2 separate regions of the Rattus norvegicus genome follow, and region 1 is linked to region 2. Evidence: chromatin contacts called from public Hi-C data. All regions are on one chromosome and are shown on one strand. The core of a region is the stretch at or near the end of the contact, and the rest is flanking DNA. Distances in the headings are between cores, read along the strand shown.

Region 1 (7,388 bases), core at 1,908-4,407, 220 kb before region 2:
CAAAGGCATGCGCTTTTGTGACAGCGCCATAAAATGGGTGGGATTCTTCCCGAACAGTTTCTGGAGGCTCACCATTGCCTGGTGAAAAGGAGTGAGGTGCTTATACAGTAGCGTATGGTTTCGGGACACACTCAAACTTGTAAAGGAGAAGAGCATTTCTCTAATAAAGCCACTTTGAATAGTTCTGCACGGGCATTTGCTTCTCTGGTACATGCACTGGTTTTGGAAGGAAATAATTGGAACAAAGTGGTTTATCTTCTAAGTTATAGGAGCCTTTTAGTTAAAAATATTTTAGATACACATGTTTGGTGCCCACAGAGGCCAGCAAAGGCCATCGGGTCACCGGAACTGGAGTTGTGGGCACTTGTGAGCTGCCATGTGAGTGTTGAGAACTGAACTTGGGACCTTGCAAGGGCAGCTAACCACTGAGCCATTTCTTAAGCACTCTGAGTTGAAATTTTCTAAAGTCCTGTGCAGATTGGGAAGTTACGGTTAGTTTGTTTCTTTGATCATATAGTTTATTTTCACATTTTTAAAAAGTCACTTCCCTGGTTTTCCAAGAAGTCCGAGAAAGTGAGTGTTGTCAATGCTCCTTGATTTAAACTACATCACAGAGGACATAAATATAAGGGAAATACAGGTTTCTGTTAAAAGTTGAGAAAACATTAGGGCTATCAAGATTTTCAAATCTAAATGTATTTAAATTTTTTCTTTATGAAATTCATAGTTATTCCTTTAAAGACTTGGCTGTTGTGTCCAAATGACATATTTAGCAGAGTCTCTTTATAAAGCATAAACTCTGTGAACACAAGGTTAAGTTTTTATTTGAATATTATATTATACTTAAACTTTTTATGGGGTCTCACTATATGTAGCCCTGCCTATCCAGGAACTTGCTCTGTAGACCAGGCAGGCCTCAAACTCAGATCTGCCTGCCTCTGCCTCCCAAGTGCTGAGATTAAAGTGTGCACCATCACCACCTGGCCTCCATTTAAACTTTCTGTCCCTGGCTTCTCAGTCCACTTGGCAGAGAATGCTACTTACCAGGAAGCTACAGGACGGAGCTTGGTAGCTAATCACCCTTCCCAGTGCCATAGCCTCTGCTCTGTGGGAGCATCCTCTAAGAATGCATTTAAGTTTGCATGCTTGTTCATTGGGAGTATTTTATGCCTAGGGTCAGCCTAGCTTAAAATCACTACGTTTTTGGCAGTAAGATTATCCTGTGTCTTAATTCTTACCTATGGAGGATGGGAAAGCTCATCTGTGTGGCAACTGATTATCTTGCATCATCCCTTCAGTGCTGTGTGGGAGGTGCATGCTGCTCTATAGCAACCCTCCTTCAGAGTCTTGAATACCACGTAGAGACTCAGAGGTTACATGAGCGGATCAAAGCTCCGAGAGCTGCATCTGGGATTGAGCCTATGTCCATGAGGTATAAAGCTTAAATGTTCCATTCTGAGTGCCCATTGGCTGAGCTGGTTCTACTGAAGTTCTTCAGCGATGTCACTTCATGTACTTCCTATATTAACCTCTCTTAGCTCATATTTTCTTTGTAGTTCTTTCTGCATCCTGGTTAGGTTGCACAAGAGGCACTGAGGGATTTTTTGTTTTGTTTCCCTTAAAAATACATCTGGGGGCTGGGGATTTAGCTCAGTGGTAGAGCGCTTACCTAGGAAGCGCAAGGCCCTGGGTTCGGTCCCCAGCTCTGAAAAAAAGAACCAAAAAAAAAAAAAAAATACATCTGGGAAGTGCTAAAATTAAGTATCATGACTTATATATAACTCCCAATGAAAGCCTTAGAAAAACTGAAGCTTAAAACATTTAAGGTAGTGACCCTCAGCCTTCCTAATGCTGCAGTTCCTTAGGTTGTGGTCACCCCCCAACCATGAAGTTACTTTGTTGTTATTTAATAACTGTAATCTTGCTACTGTCACGAATCATCATGTAAAGATCTGATATGTGGAACATCTGAAATGTGATCCCCAAAGGGTTCGTGACCCACAGTTTGAGAACCATTGAGTTAGGTCTGGGTGCCTCTAGGGATAAAATTTGATGGGGATGAGCCGATGGGACTTGCGTGTGGTCCCAGCTACAGTGGATCCAGATCCAGGAAGGTCATCGGAGTGCTCTTCTTAGGGACCAATCTAGGCAACAAGATGGGAGTGACAACAAAAGAACTCATCCAGCCATAATGGCATGAAGCACTCAGAAGAGGTGGCAAGAGGATCATGTCTTGAAGGCCAATCTGGGCCCCATAGCATGTACCATCCTGTTTTGTCTCCAGAAGGAAAAGCAATTAAAACATACATTTAATAAAGAACACTTTAGCTTTGAATCTGGTTCATGTTCAGAACTCAAAAATCATTACCTCAGTTTCAATCCCAGTTGCTCCTGTCTTCTACATGAATAACTACATCAGCCTTCAATCCTAGTCCAGGGTTAGTAGTGGATGAGAGAGTTCATTGGTTTACCCAGACCAGATATATGGACAGCCACCAAATAAGTAAGCAATCCTCTAGGACACAAGTGAGGGCGGGCCTGGAGCATGTGGTGTGTATATTGGGTAGAGCATTAATGAGTGATCACCAGGCCAAGTGAGGGTTGCCTTTCAGGGCTTTGAAGAACCAGCATCACTTTCTCTACTAATGAGTCATGCAGTCATCCTTCTGCTGTCTTCTATTGCAGTTTAGCTCATGTTTATTGTAAAGGAGAAACGACAGATAATACACTTGAGAATTATAAAGCAGGCAGAACTTCAGGGTAAATTTAAGGCTGAGCGACTGTCGTTGATTCAGAGAAATGAAATGTCATTAATTTGGAGTAAGGCATAATGGTAAAATGATTGTGGATCTATCTCATAAATGTGATGGTTTTGTCAACTTGAGACAATCTAGAATTATCTGGGAAAGGAGTCTCCATGAGGAATCATCCAGACTTGGTAGCCCCATGGGTATGCCTTTGAGGGATTTTTGTAGTTGGTTCACTGAGGTTGGAAGACCCTACTCTAAACCCAGCCTTTCATCTGCTAAGCCCTAAACCGAATGAAAAAAGAGCAAACTGACCACTAGCATTCATTAGTTCCTCTTACTGTGCTCTTGACTGTGGGCGGCACCCTTGTGGTTTGAATAAGAGTGGCCCCATAGCTCATATATTTGAATGCTTTGTCACCAGGGAGTGGAACTCTCTGATAAAATTAGTATTAGGAAATGTGGTCTTGTTGGAACAAGTGGAACTAGGAATGGGCCTTAAGGTTTCAGAAAGTCCATGCCAGGCTCAGCGTCACATTCTGTTGCCTATAGATCAGGATGTAGCACTCAGCTATTGCTCCATGACTGCCTGTTGCATGCCACCTACTCCCACCATTGATGATAATGGACTAAACCTCTAAAACTAAGCAAGCCTCCATCGAATGCTTTCTCTCATAAGAGTTGCGTTGGTCGTGGTGTCTCTTTAGCAATAGAGCACTGACTAAGACATCATCTGACCAGCCTTTCCCAGCCCCTTCTGATGTGTCATCCCTGCTGTGCTGGATATAACCTGAGATTGTGGGCCAAGTAACACTTTCCTTCCTTAAATCATTTTGGTCAGAGTATTTTATTATAGCAACAGGAAAAGACTAAAGCAGCTTACTATTGGGGACATAACAAATAAATGTCATTTGTTTCAATATGGTAAATGGTCTGATATTTGTCAAATGATGAGTAAAATGTGAATGTTAAAAGACATTCTTCATTCACATCTGTGAACATCTATGTGCCTTGCTAAAACCCTTAACTGCAGTCAGCTTAAACACTAGGCGGTATTTATGGAGACAGTCTGGCAGGTTCTGTAAACAGAGCGCTGTGCAGCTGAGAAGATTTTATAGGGAAGGACAGTGACATTTGAGGCAGGTTATTTAATTACTGGTTACAATAAGCCTCAGCCCTCCCCTACTTTTCTTGTCTCTCTAATTTTAGTAACCAAATATACCAGTTTGTTTTCTAAGACTTTGTGTTAGTATCTGTTCAATTACTTAAATTCCGGGGGTAGGGGGGAGTTTTATGCCATACCAATTACAATGAAAATGTCCTTGGCCAGGTCAGAAGCCTAAAGAAAGGTACATTCATCTAGGAATAAGCATTCCTCCTTCTCAGTTTAATTGAAATGTGTTTTTACTTTCTCCATGCCCCTGCCTCATCTCTAATCCCTAAATTGCTTATACATATACATATATATGCAATTGTTTATATATATACATAAACATATATGCAATTATTGTTATATATAGTATAGATAGATAGATAGATAGATAGATAGATAGATAGATAGGTAGGTAGATAGATAGATAGATAGATAGATAGATAGATAGATAGATAGATAGATAGATTGATAGATATGGGTTGGGGGTTTTGTTTTTTGAGATTGACTCACTAAGTAACCCAGCCTTTCTTGCTCCTCCCAGGTTCTAGGGTTACAGTAACACCCAGCCTACATTTGTTTTCAAGCAGTCATAATTACTGGGTTTTCATCTCTGAGCAATCTGTCTAGGCAAGTAAAAATTAAGTTTATTTTAACATTTATTTATTCATTCAGGAGATGGGACACATGCAAACCTTGACACTTGTCTGGAGGTCAGAGGACAACTTTGAGGAGTCAGTCCTCTCCTCCCACCATGTGGGTCCCGGGGATGAAACTCAGTCTTTAGGATTAGTGGCCCCGGCTCTCAAATTTTAGTTTTAGCCTTTGCTATCCTCAATGATAAATGTTATGTTCTTTAATGCTAAAGGTCACGTTGGGGTTGTGTCAGAATGAGCTTTTACCATGTGGAGGTCAAGTTGAGGCGGTTTGCTCTGGGTATCAGTTACATCTGCACTTCATCATGAGCTAGTATGTTATTCATGGGTGTTCCGTGTGATACCGGACCATCAGTAACATAGTAAGAATGCATTTTGTCTTATTAGATAATAATCTAAATATCATGATGCATTCCAGGTTTTTATGGTTTGCTACAACTCAGAAGATTGAGAACAGATTTTAAGTTGTAAGGATGAGCCTGTTTCTGAAGCAGGCTGCCATCCTTTTAAGCATTGTATGTTTAGCACCCCACCTCCTTTTCCAGAGATAGAGTAAGTCATTGCTACCGTGGGCTGGAGATGCCTGAGCCTATAAACCGGGAAAAGCAGAAACTCAGTATTTAAGGTAAGGGCGTCTCAGATGTAGAAAAACCTATGGTGCTCATTTTTAACGTACCATTTGCGGGGATTATAGGAGTTTTTGTCTTCCAAGCATGTAGTTATAGATAGATAGATAGATAGATAGATAGATAGATAGATAGATAGATAGATAGATAGATAGATATAGAGATATAGAGATATAGAGATATAGAGATATAGAGATATAGAGATAGAGATAGATATATTAAACTTTCTATGTGCTTAGTTCTCCTTAAGTGGATCTCTTCACTCTGCCCTGTGGTTTTTGTTTTTTTTTTTTTTGTTTTTTTTTTTTTTTATGTTTGCAGTGTTCTGCCTGCATGTATGCCTGCAGCCCAGAAGAGGGCACCAGATCTCATTATAGGAGGTTGTGAGCCACCATGTGGTTGCTGAGAATTGAAATCAGGACCTCTGGAAGAGCAGCCAGTGCTCTTAACCTCTGGGGCATTTCTCCAGTCCATGTGCTAGTTTTAAAACACAGCAGTTTAGTTCTAACTTACTGAGCTCATAGCACTGTTGCAGACACTGTGTATACACTGTCGACTCAGAAGTCCTCACCACAGCCTGTAACATAGGTATTACCAGCATGCCACAGTAGGGAGGTAACTTGTTCAGGGTGACACAGATTAGAACAGCAGGGCTCCAGCTCATAGCCTGGCCCTAGAGCCTCATAACAGGTTCCTCTTTAAAGCATAGAACTGTTAGAAAATGTGGGAGTTTACACTAGTATGGGAACAAGATTTTTATAAGTTGGGGTCTTGGAAGGTAGAAACAGTGTGTTGATTTTCCCAGTAGCATCTCCTATGGAAATCTCTGGATTTTATAGTCACTAATGATGTGTTTCTTCTTTAACACTCTGTTAATTGAAAGGGAGATCATTAGTATAGGTTATAAACTGTCAAGTGGGCAGGATAGTCCAGTGGGTAAGAGCACTTTCTTTTCCTGCAGAATATACAAGTTTGGTTCCCAGCACTCCCATGACGGCTTCAACCATCTGTAAGCCCAGTTCCAGGGGATCTGATTTCCTCCTCTAGCGTTTAAAGTACACATGTATAGCATATAATACATACAAATGTGTATGCTCACATGAGGCAAAACACTCATGTTTAGTTTCTATAATAATGTTTTTAATAAGTTCAGGGTCAAACGGGAATGCGTTGTCTCTATTTAGGAGATAAATTGCTGGGCAGTGGCCAAAGTTTTTCTTTTTGTTTTTGTTTTAAGTTTTGCTCAGGGATATCATGGTGCAGAAAAAGAACTTTAACATTTAAAAACTAAGCCAGGCATTGTGTAGACACATGGGAGCTTGCATGGTTTTGCACACATAAAAGGTATAAGTACAAGGCTCACTCCTTGCAGATTCCAGGCTACTTAGGTTGTTCTGACTACCCCACCCTAGGATTCAGTTTGTCAGACGTCCTTCAAGCATACCTTTTCTAAGGATGGGGGACTTCTGTTAGGGCAATTCCGCCCAGAATTTAAACACACACACACACACACACACACACACACACACACACACACACACACACACACACACTGCATACATGTTAAAACACTATTTGCAAATGTGGATACATACTGTGTATTTCAGAATTTTGGAGACTGGTTTCTCTTTACTAGTAGTTTGATATGTGGATATTTAAAGTGGTAACATGAATTTATATCTTCCTAGCAAGCCAGAAAGGTCTTTGTGTAATATTATTTGAAAAATTTGACAGCAGACTGACTCCTTTTTATCTCTAGCAGTTGTGGGTTTTTTTTTTTTAAATAAATGAAAATGTTCGCTTTTACCTTCTCTTCTAAAAAAAGAATGACTTTTTAATCTGAGGTTTCTACTTTAATGCTCAGATATTAGCAAGCTATTCCGCAGACGTGGGGATAGGGGGCACTGAGACACGCACATGCACAGGCCAGAGCAGCTTTCATTGCCCTCCACTGTGCTTTTTTGAGAGAGGGTTACTCACTGACTCAGGGACGCTAGCTGTTTTAGCTTTTAGTGTTTGGCCAGTGAATTCTAAGGGAGATTGTCGCTTCCTCCCAAGACCCCACCCAGTGCTAGAGTAACAGCCGTGCACACTGTGCCTGGACTTTACTTGAGTGCTGTGATCTGAAGGCAGGTTCTCTTGCTTGAACATTAAGCAATTACTCACTGAGATTTCTCCTTAGCTCCTGCCAGAGGAAGAGCGGGAGAGG
Region 2 (7,375 bases), core at 2,024-4,523:
GGCCAGCCTTGGCCACACAGAGAGACACTATCTCAAAAATAAAATAAAACAAACAAACCACAAAAGAATCAGGATGTAATCACACTTCCCACTTATCACCTTTGGAGAAAAAAGGCCAAGAGACAAGGTAGGACAAAAGCTTCCTGCCTAGAGGAAGCTTGCCAAATGGAATGTGCCCTCAAAAGATCTTCCCAGAGACTTGGGTATTTCCAAGAAAAATGACTTGTAACCCTCAGACCACACTAAGCCTGGCTGAGTAGTAAAATCTTTACATCTGTAGAACCCTTCTCAAGGGCCCCTGAAACTGTAACAGTGAATGGTTGGCCTTCAAGAATAAATACACCATTGGAAGTTTTACCTTGAACTAAATGAACCTTATGAAGGCACTTTGTTTAGCCTGTGTTAATTAAACTCACTGAACTATACAAAACTACATAAAAAATGGTGAGGCAATTACTTCCAGGCTAGACTCTGGACTTAGCTATGATACAAACTAAGAGTAAGAGGAGAATTTCAGATATGCACTGTATCCAAACCCATTCACACATTCTCAGGCAACCCCTAAAGGATGCATTCTACCTAAAATATATGTTACCAAGAAAAGAAAGATGTGAGGATGACAAAATTAAGAGGATTCTTAAAATGGTGGAAGGAGATCCCAGGGGATGATGGTCCATCCAATCTAGGGGGAAATCAGCCCAAATTAGAAAACAGACTAAAAATGGAAAGAATACATGTTTTGCCTCTGTTGACTCCTAATTAAAAAGGGATTCATATTTTGCTTCTATCAGCTAACTGCTGATGCAGTAATGTGAGCTCTAAAATTAGATGCTTAAATAACAAATATTTACTTATTTCTCCCAAGTCTGAAGGTTGATTCAGTGCCTCTGCCGATCTGGGCTGCCTCAGTTGACTCATTCATGTTTATGTTACTGATAAACTGCTCAGAGAGGCACTGCCTGATCTAGGATAGTTTCATCTTGGATGCCAAGAGATTGTTTCTATATGTATCTCACGTGCTACCAGCTGGCTTGTGTAGGCCTGGCAGGGACCTAAGAAGAAAATGAATGCTTATGTAGCTCCCAGTGGCCAAAGCCCAGAACTAGCTTTGTAATTCCACCATATTTTTTTGGCCAAACCCAAACCTAAGAGTAGCTCAGATTTAAAGAGGGCAGGGGAGACAGAGACAGAGAGACAGAGAGGCAGAGAGTTTCTGTCTCTCAGTGGGACGAGCTACAAAGATACCTTCCAAAGAATGAAGCAGGAGACGACCAATTACAAGGGGTTTTTGTACAACCAGTTTATAGTCAGAGTGTTGAAAGATTTTCACGACTTAAGGGTACCTCTGATGTTTATGTTTATGTTTAAGAAACACCATTTAGGCCACATTGACAGCAACATTAGCATAGAATACCATGAACACTTTCATAAATGCCATGCTATTGGAAAAGAAGGAGTAGACACATGCAAGTGTCTATTTGGGAGAGTGTCCAGGCCACTACAAAGATCATGAGCACTGGAGTCAAGACTAAAACCTGGGTTTTTAGTATTGGTCCTTTCACCTACTTAGCAGTTGAGTCCTGCTCACATTTCTTAAATAACTGGAGTTGTAGTTTATCACCTGCAATGAAGAGTGGACAGGAAAACTGTGTATGGCTAGTGCATTAGGCAAGACCTTTGGTGTTGCCTGGTATGTTATAGGCTCTCAAAAAGGTTAATATCAGGGCTGAAGAGATGGTCCAGTTAATAAACCATCTGCTGTCCAGGCACGAGGGCCTGCCTTAGTCCACATCTTCAGCATCCAAGTAAAAAGCCACATGCTGTGGTGGCCCAACTTCTGTAACCCCAGTACAGGCAGGTCTCTGAAGGTCATTGGTAAAACAGCCTAGCTTAATAGACTTTCAGGTTCAGTGAAAGACTCTGTCTCAAAATCAAGGTGGAGAAGAATCAATCTCTGGTCTTCCCACAGGTGCACACAGCCATGGGAACACATTCATACAATACAAACACATAGACACAGACCTCTAGAGACACACACACACATACACAAGCACACACATGCACACACTGTATGAGTACACTCCACCCACAGACACAGTTACACAACCACACATACACATAGTCACACATGAACTTCTACCTGCCATGTCAACGTTTATTCAGTAGGTATTTAGTTTCTCCCTTCCCCATCCCTTCCAGTTTTCTGAACTCTGGCCCTAATTGTGGTTATTAACTTAGGGTGACTATATCCAGATTATTTCAGAATCCAAGGCACCCTGTGAGGGAAACTCATTGATTTTCACAGAAGAGCTTTTGTTTTCAAAGCAAGACCTAAGAGCGAGGAGTCACCAAAGCAAACATCTGGTATCCCTGATGTAATATCAGCTACCCAAGCTGTGGCTACACATTAACCAAAATTGGGCACCCACCTGTGGCTTTGATGTCATCCTCAGGAAGTTGTCTCACCCCACCTCTACTCAGATTGGGCACACTCGCTCTCCCTAGTACCACCTTGACTTTGTCCACGTGTCACTAATACAGTTAAATCTTATCAATTTCCCCATTGTCCTATCTCTTCCACTATGGCAGACTTCTTGAGAACAGGCTTTGTGTTTGAACCTCCAAATGGGGACAAACTTGCCAGCTCGATTATGGCCTCAAAAGTTACTATCTACTACTGATCACTTATGAATGTCTGTGTTTATACATTCAACCAGTGATGAAGAAATTCTTATCCCATTTTTAGTGGATGAGTCAGCTAGGAACATAGAGAGATATATTGTAGTCTCCAAACCACCCAAGTAGAAAGTGGTATAGCTATGCTGGAGCTCTGACTTCCCCTGTTTTATTGTAATAAGTTTGCTATCTTGAATTTGTTGATGTTAAGAGATCATTTTCAAACCTTGTAAGCCAGGCCAGCACCCCAGTGCTCTCTGTGGGAGTAAAAGGAGTCTTCCAGAAGCTACTGGGAGTAAGTCAAGATATGTACCATGTAGGCTATATTGACAAAGGAGTTTATTTAGAAACCCATAAATACCTCTTGGATGCTGCATTTATAGGAAGGAGAAGGATCAGCTCATGTGGAAGTGTGGGGAGTCATGCCATGATGGCCCACGCAAAGGGTCATAGAATAAGGAAGTCTGATCCAGCCCTGGCCTTGGGCCCCACTTCTTGCCACTGCTGACATCTAGTCTTCAACACCAGCAATTTGTCTGCTTGTTAGTGCTCCCCATCTCCCACCCCCTCCAGCTCACCCGCCTCAGGCTTCCAGACTGCTGACCTCATCACGTGGTGACTGCTGTTTTCCAGTAGCTTCATCCAAACCACTTCCTCCGTCCTCCTTCCCAGAGGAGAAATGGCAGAAACTCCAGGAGAAGCAGCTAACATATAACTTTAGCACAGCAGTCTTTAAAGTCAGACCCTGGGTTCAAACCCAACTTTGGCATTCTTTTGTTTACTTGTGCTCATCTTAAGTAATTTAGCAACAATGTGTGTTTATTTTTTCATCTAGAAGAAGAAAATTGTCATTTCTATCAGAGAGACATCTGGGAAGACAACCCAGATTGAGACAACCATAATGAGACAAGAAGACAGAACTTGATAGATGCATATGGCTTTTCTGTTCCTCATTCCTGATACTATCAACACCATTGCTATGTAATACGCAGCAGGGAGCTGAATAGAATATGAATCACTACTTTTAGGGAAGTCAAAGATATTCCAAGAATCTTTGGGAACCCTCTTAAAGCCTTCTAAAAACAGAAACGCTGAAACCCTAATCCTCTCTCTCAGATACTCAAATAGCCATCAGAGAGGAAAGGGGGAATCCTCCTTTTTTCTGGGGAGTGTGGAAGTAGGCAGGTTTGTTGCTTTTATTTTATTTTATTTTATTTTATTTTATTTTATTTTATTACACAAAGGCCTTGCCAGAGGAGGGAATGGCTACCCCTTTCCAGGGCCTCTGGAGGAGCCTGGCCACACAGTTTGGAACTCAGAAGTGGAAAGGCAGGTTTTGAGCAGTTGGAGACTTGAAGGCAATCCTGGTTTCTGGTTAAGTCACTGGAATTCTTGAGAGCTTTGCTTTTCACTTTCCCCTCTCATCACTTGAAGTCTCCTTGAGAACCAAAGAGAGACTATCCAGAAAAAGATATCAGAAAGAAAAAAAGGAGAAGTATGAAAAGAAGAGAGGGATGGAAACAGTTATTCAGGAGCAGTTAGATAATGGCTGTTTATTAAGTCTCATCTGTGAACACAGTAGCTACATAAATCACAGTAGCTATAAAGCAGTGGGGTTTACAAGACACATTTCTGGGGCAGGGTGGATTAGCCACTCTTGGTTTCTCTTTTAACTGTTTGAAGCCAGGGCCACTGAAGCTTAGAAATAAAAAAACCGGAGTTGCAAACCCATTGGTGAGGCTGCGGTCTCTCTCAGTGCAATGCAGTGCTGGAGGCTCACTGAATGTGAAAAAAAATCCCTGACACCTGGGTTCATGTACTTCCTAGAAATTGTCATTTCTTTGGGGTTTTAGGCCAACTTCTTGGCTATCTCTGCTCTGTTGATAATGTGCCCCCTAGTGGACATCTCAAAAAAAACCCTCTTTTTGATCTTTGTGGAAGTTGAACGCCACCTGATTTTAATCTTGTATTCCTCAAGGCAAATCTAGAACGAAGAAAGAGGGTGAACGTGGGGATCCTATCACTAAAGGCTTGTGTGGAGAAGCGGCATTTCTGGGAAGTCTGGGCTGAGAAGTTCAGAGTACAACTAATGTTCCATGTTCTGATTTAATCAGCAGCTTCTATTTGAAAAGGATTCACAGATCAGAATATTGCCTAGCAAAAAGTGCACCATAAACACATGCATTGAAATAAGAAAAGTGAAGCAAGACACAGAGCACCTGAGGTAAAACTCCATTTATCTTCATCCTACAGAGAGGAAAACCCAGGCACAGCAACTATGGTCAGTCTACTAGTAAGAGGCAGAGCTGAGCTCTGCATGAACAGCCTGGGCCAGAATACAATCTCTGAGCTCCTACATCGCCCTGTTTTTACTCGAACATACCAAACCCTCTTCACCAGGGTTGATGTGGCGGTGCAGTTGTGTAGAGGGCATGTGTGGAGTCCAGAGGTTAGCCTTAGGTGTCCTTCCTCAGGACACCATCCATCTGTGGGTTTTGTTACTGTTGTTGCTTTATTTGCTTGTTTCATTTTGTTTTGACGCAGGATGTCTCACTGGCTTGGAGCTCGGTGATTCAGCTAGATTGGCTAGCTAACAAACCCCAGGGATCCACTATGCTCAGACCTTTTAAGTTTTTTACTGAGTTCTGGGGGGCCAAACTCAGGTCTTCTTGCTTTTGCAGCAGCAAGCATTTTGATCAATTGAACTGTTTCCCCACTCTTTTAACTAACAAACCAGCCCTTTTAACAGAAGTATTTTCATTGCAGTTCCTAAAGAAGGTTGGTGACAACTCTAATAAACTATTAAACAAATTTCAAAATGATCAAAATTGATTGAAATGATGCTAAAACAAGATTTGCCCATTAGACAAATAGCTGGATTATAAGTGGGTGGTCTAATTTCACTCTTGTTGCTGTGCTTAAATATTTGGGTGAAAAAACAACTTAGGGAGAAGGGGTTTGCCTCAGCTTACAAATCCAGGTTACAGTCTATGATTATAAGAAAAATCAGAGAAGAAACTTCAAACATCTAGAAACAACACATCTACAGTCAGGACAGATATAAATCACTTGCTTTCACTACTGTCAAACAGTTTAAGATTCCCTGCCTAGGGAATGATGCCACCCATCATGAGCTCCATCTTCCCATATGAATTGACTTAATTAAGATAATCCTCCATATATATTCTCATAGGCCCACCCAATGTGGAGAATTCTTCATTGAGACTCTATTCCCAGTGATTCCAGGTTGTGTCAAGTTGATAGTTAAAGCGATTGCAGAACAGATAACATGTTCATTTGTATTTGAGGATCTGACCAACACTCCGCTAGTATTAGGCTCTACGTTTTCATTTTGAGTTATCCTTTTGGCAAGTTGAATTTGCTAGAACAAAATCTTGAATTAGTCAACAAAGAGATAAGATATAGCTTATTATTTTGATTTTATTAGTTTTTTTTAAAAAGTGAATACTAAAAATGCAAAAAGTATTGGTTGACTTTATCTACAGAGTAAGATAAATAGCCAATATCTATCGTCTGGAAAGTTCTTTATGTCCAATAATGCACAAATGATCAATAACAAAAAACATGAGGTAGTAGGAGGAGAAAACCCCAACTCGGTAGCTCCTTCAGATTGTTTCAGGGATCTGAATGGTAATGCAGTGTTGGGTTGCTCATGGTGTACAGCATAACCAAGATTTAAGCTAGGAGTAGATTCTTCAGACCAGCTGACCAGCAGCTAGCAAAATATCATCAGGATATCATTAGGGATTTGATCAAAGTGTTTTCTGTGCCTCAAATAAAGTCTAAATGTTTTAGCAAGTCTAATAGTGGGTTGTACTTCAAATAATGTCAGTGCAGCTTGATGGGCTGAGATGTCCCCTCCATCTCCAGCATCTAGAGAAATACGTCTTAGATGTTATATTCCTTAGTGTCTAGTAACATCTGATAAATTACCACAGAGGCAAGGTGTAGCGGTAAGTATTAAAAAAGAATTCACCCATCCCACTATAGTGCTGGCTCTTTTGGGCCACATGGCATCTTCAGGGTATTTTCATCTCAATCAGCAAAGCATCTTAACCCCTAAACTCCCAATCTCATCCCCATGCTGCCACCCGCTACTCTCTGAGCCTGGCAGAAGTGCCCGCTTGCAACTGTCTTGCTTCAGACTCTGCTCACATTTCCAGCATCTGCCCCCTGTGGTTAGGTCACAACTCCCAGTTACCCCTTAAAATAAAAACTCAATATGCTTGTAATTTAGCAATCAGATTTATGTCTTAAGTTCTCATTCCACAAAATGCCCACGCCATAAACTCACGACCAATTGATGATATAAATTGCCCACCTAGATAAGACAAACTATCCTACATAAATGCATCCCTTATGAAAGATTCATAACTACCTGTGGCCCCTTGAGGCCACACAGATTTGGATCATCCTTCTCCTTCATCTTGGTTCTTCTTTTTTCTTTGCTCTCTTCTGCCTTACAAAAACTCTGTCCCTACTTTACTTTTTCACTGCCCAATCATCACAGGCCTTGTCTTATTTTGTTCCTGCCCTCACCTGCAGATTGACATCAACTACAGCAAGGTAGGGGAAGTTATTTTTGTTTTGCATGATAATTTTAGGCATTAATTCTGCTAGGAAGAGTATCAATATGAGGGGGAGTAATTGCACTTGTTATCTGGGTCAGAATAGAGGC

The links. Hi-C and Micro-C count contacts between places; a contact is called where the count stands out from the background.
Region 1: a contact with region 2 is called in a Hi-C map of the A7r5 cell line, with 4 times the contacts expected there. The contact joins two enhancer-like sites. A contact is called at or near these places in 11 of 12 Hi-C or Micro-C datasets (the A7r5 cell line, the Rat2 cell line, Schwann cells and 6 more).

Annotation. Positions count from the first base shown.
Region 1 is chr3:109,816,695-109,824,082 of GRCr8, reverse strand. No RefSeq gene overlaps it. Among named protein-coding and RNA genes, the nearest start is that of Pdhx, 66 kb to the left of the region's middle. Within about 2 kb of position 3,157, at least 8 of the 93 cell types and tissues checked have an H3K27ac peak or open chromatin away from gene starts, as enhancers often do. A contact at or near this core is called in the A7r5 cell line, where this site is marked.
Region 2 is chr3:109,601,614-109,608,988 of GRCr8, reverse strand. No RefSeq gene overlaps it. Among named protein-coding and RNA genes, the nearest start is that of Cd44, 94 kb to the left of the region's middle. Within about 2 kb of position 3,273, at least 12 of the 93 cell types and tissues checked have an H3K27ac peak or open chromatin away from gene starts, as enhancers often do. A contact at or near this core is called in the A7r5 cell line, where this site is marked.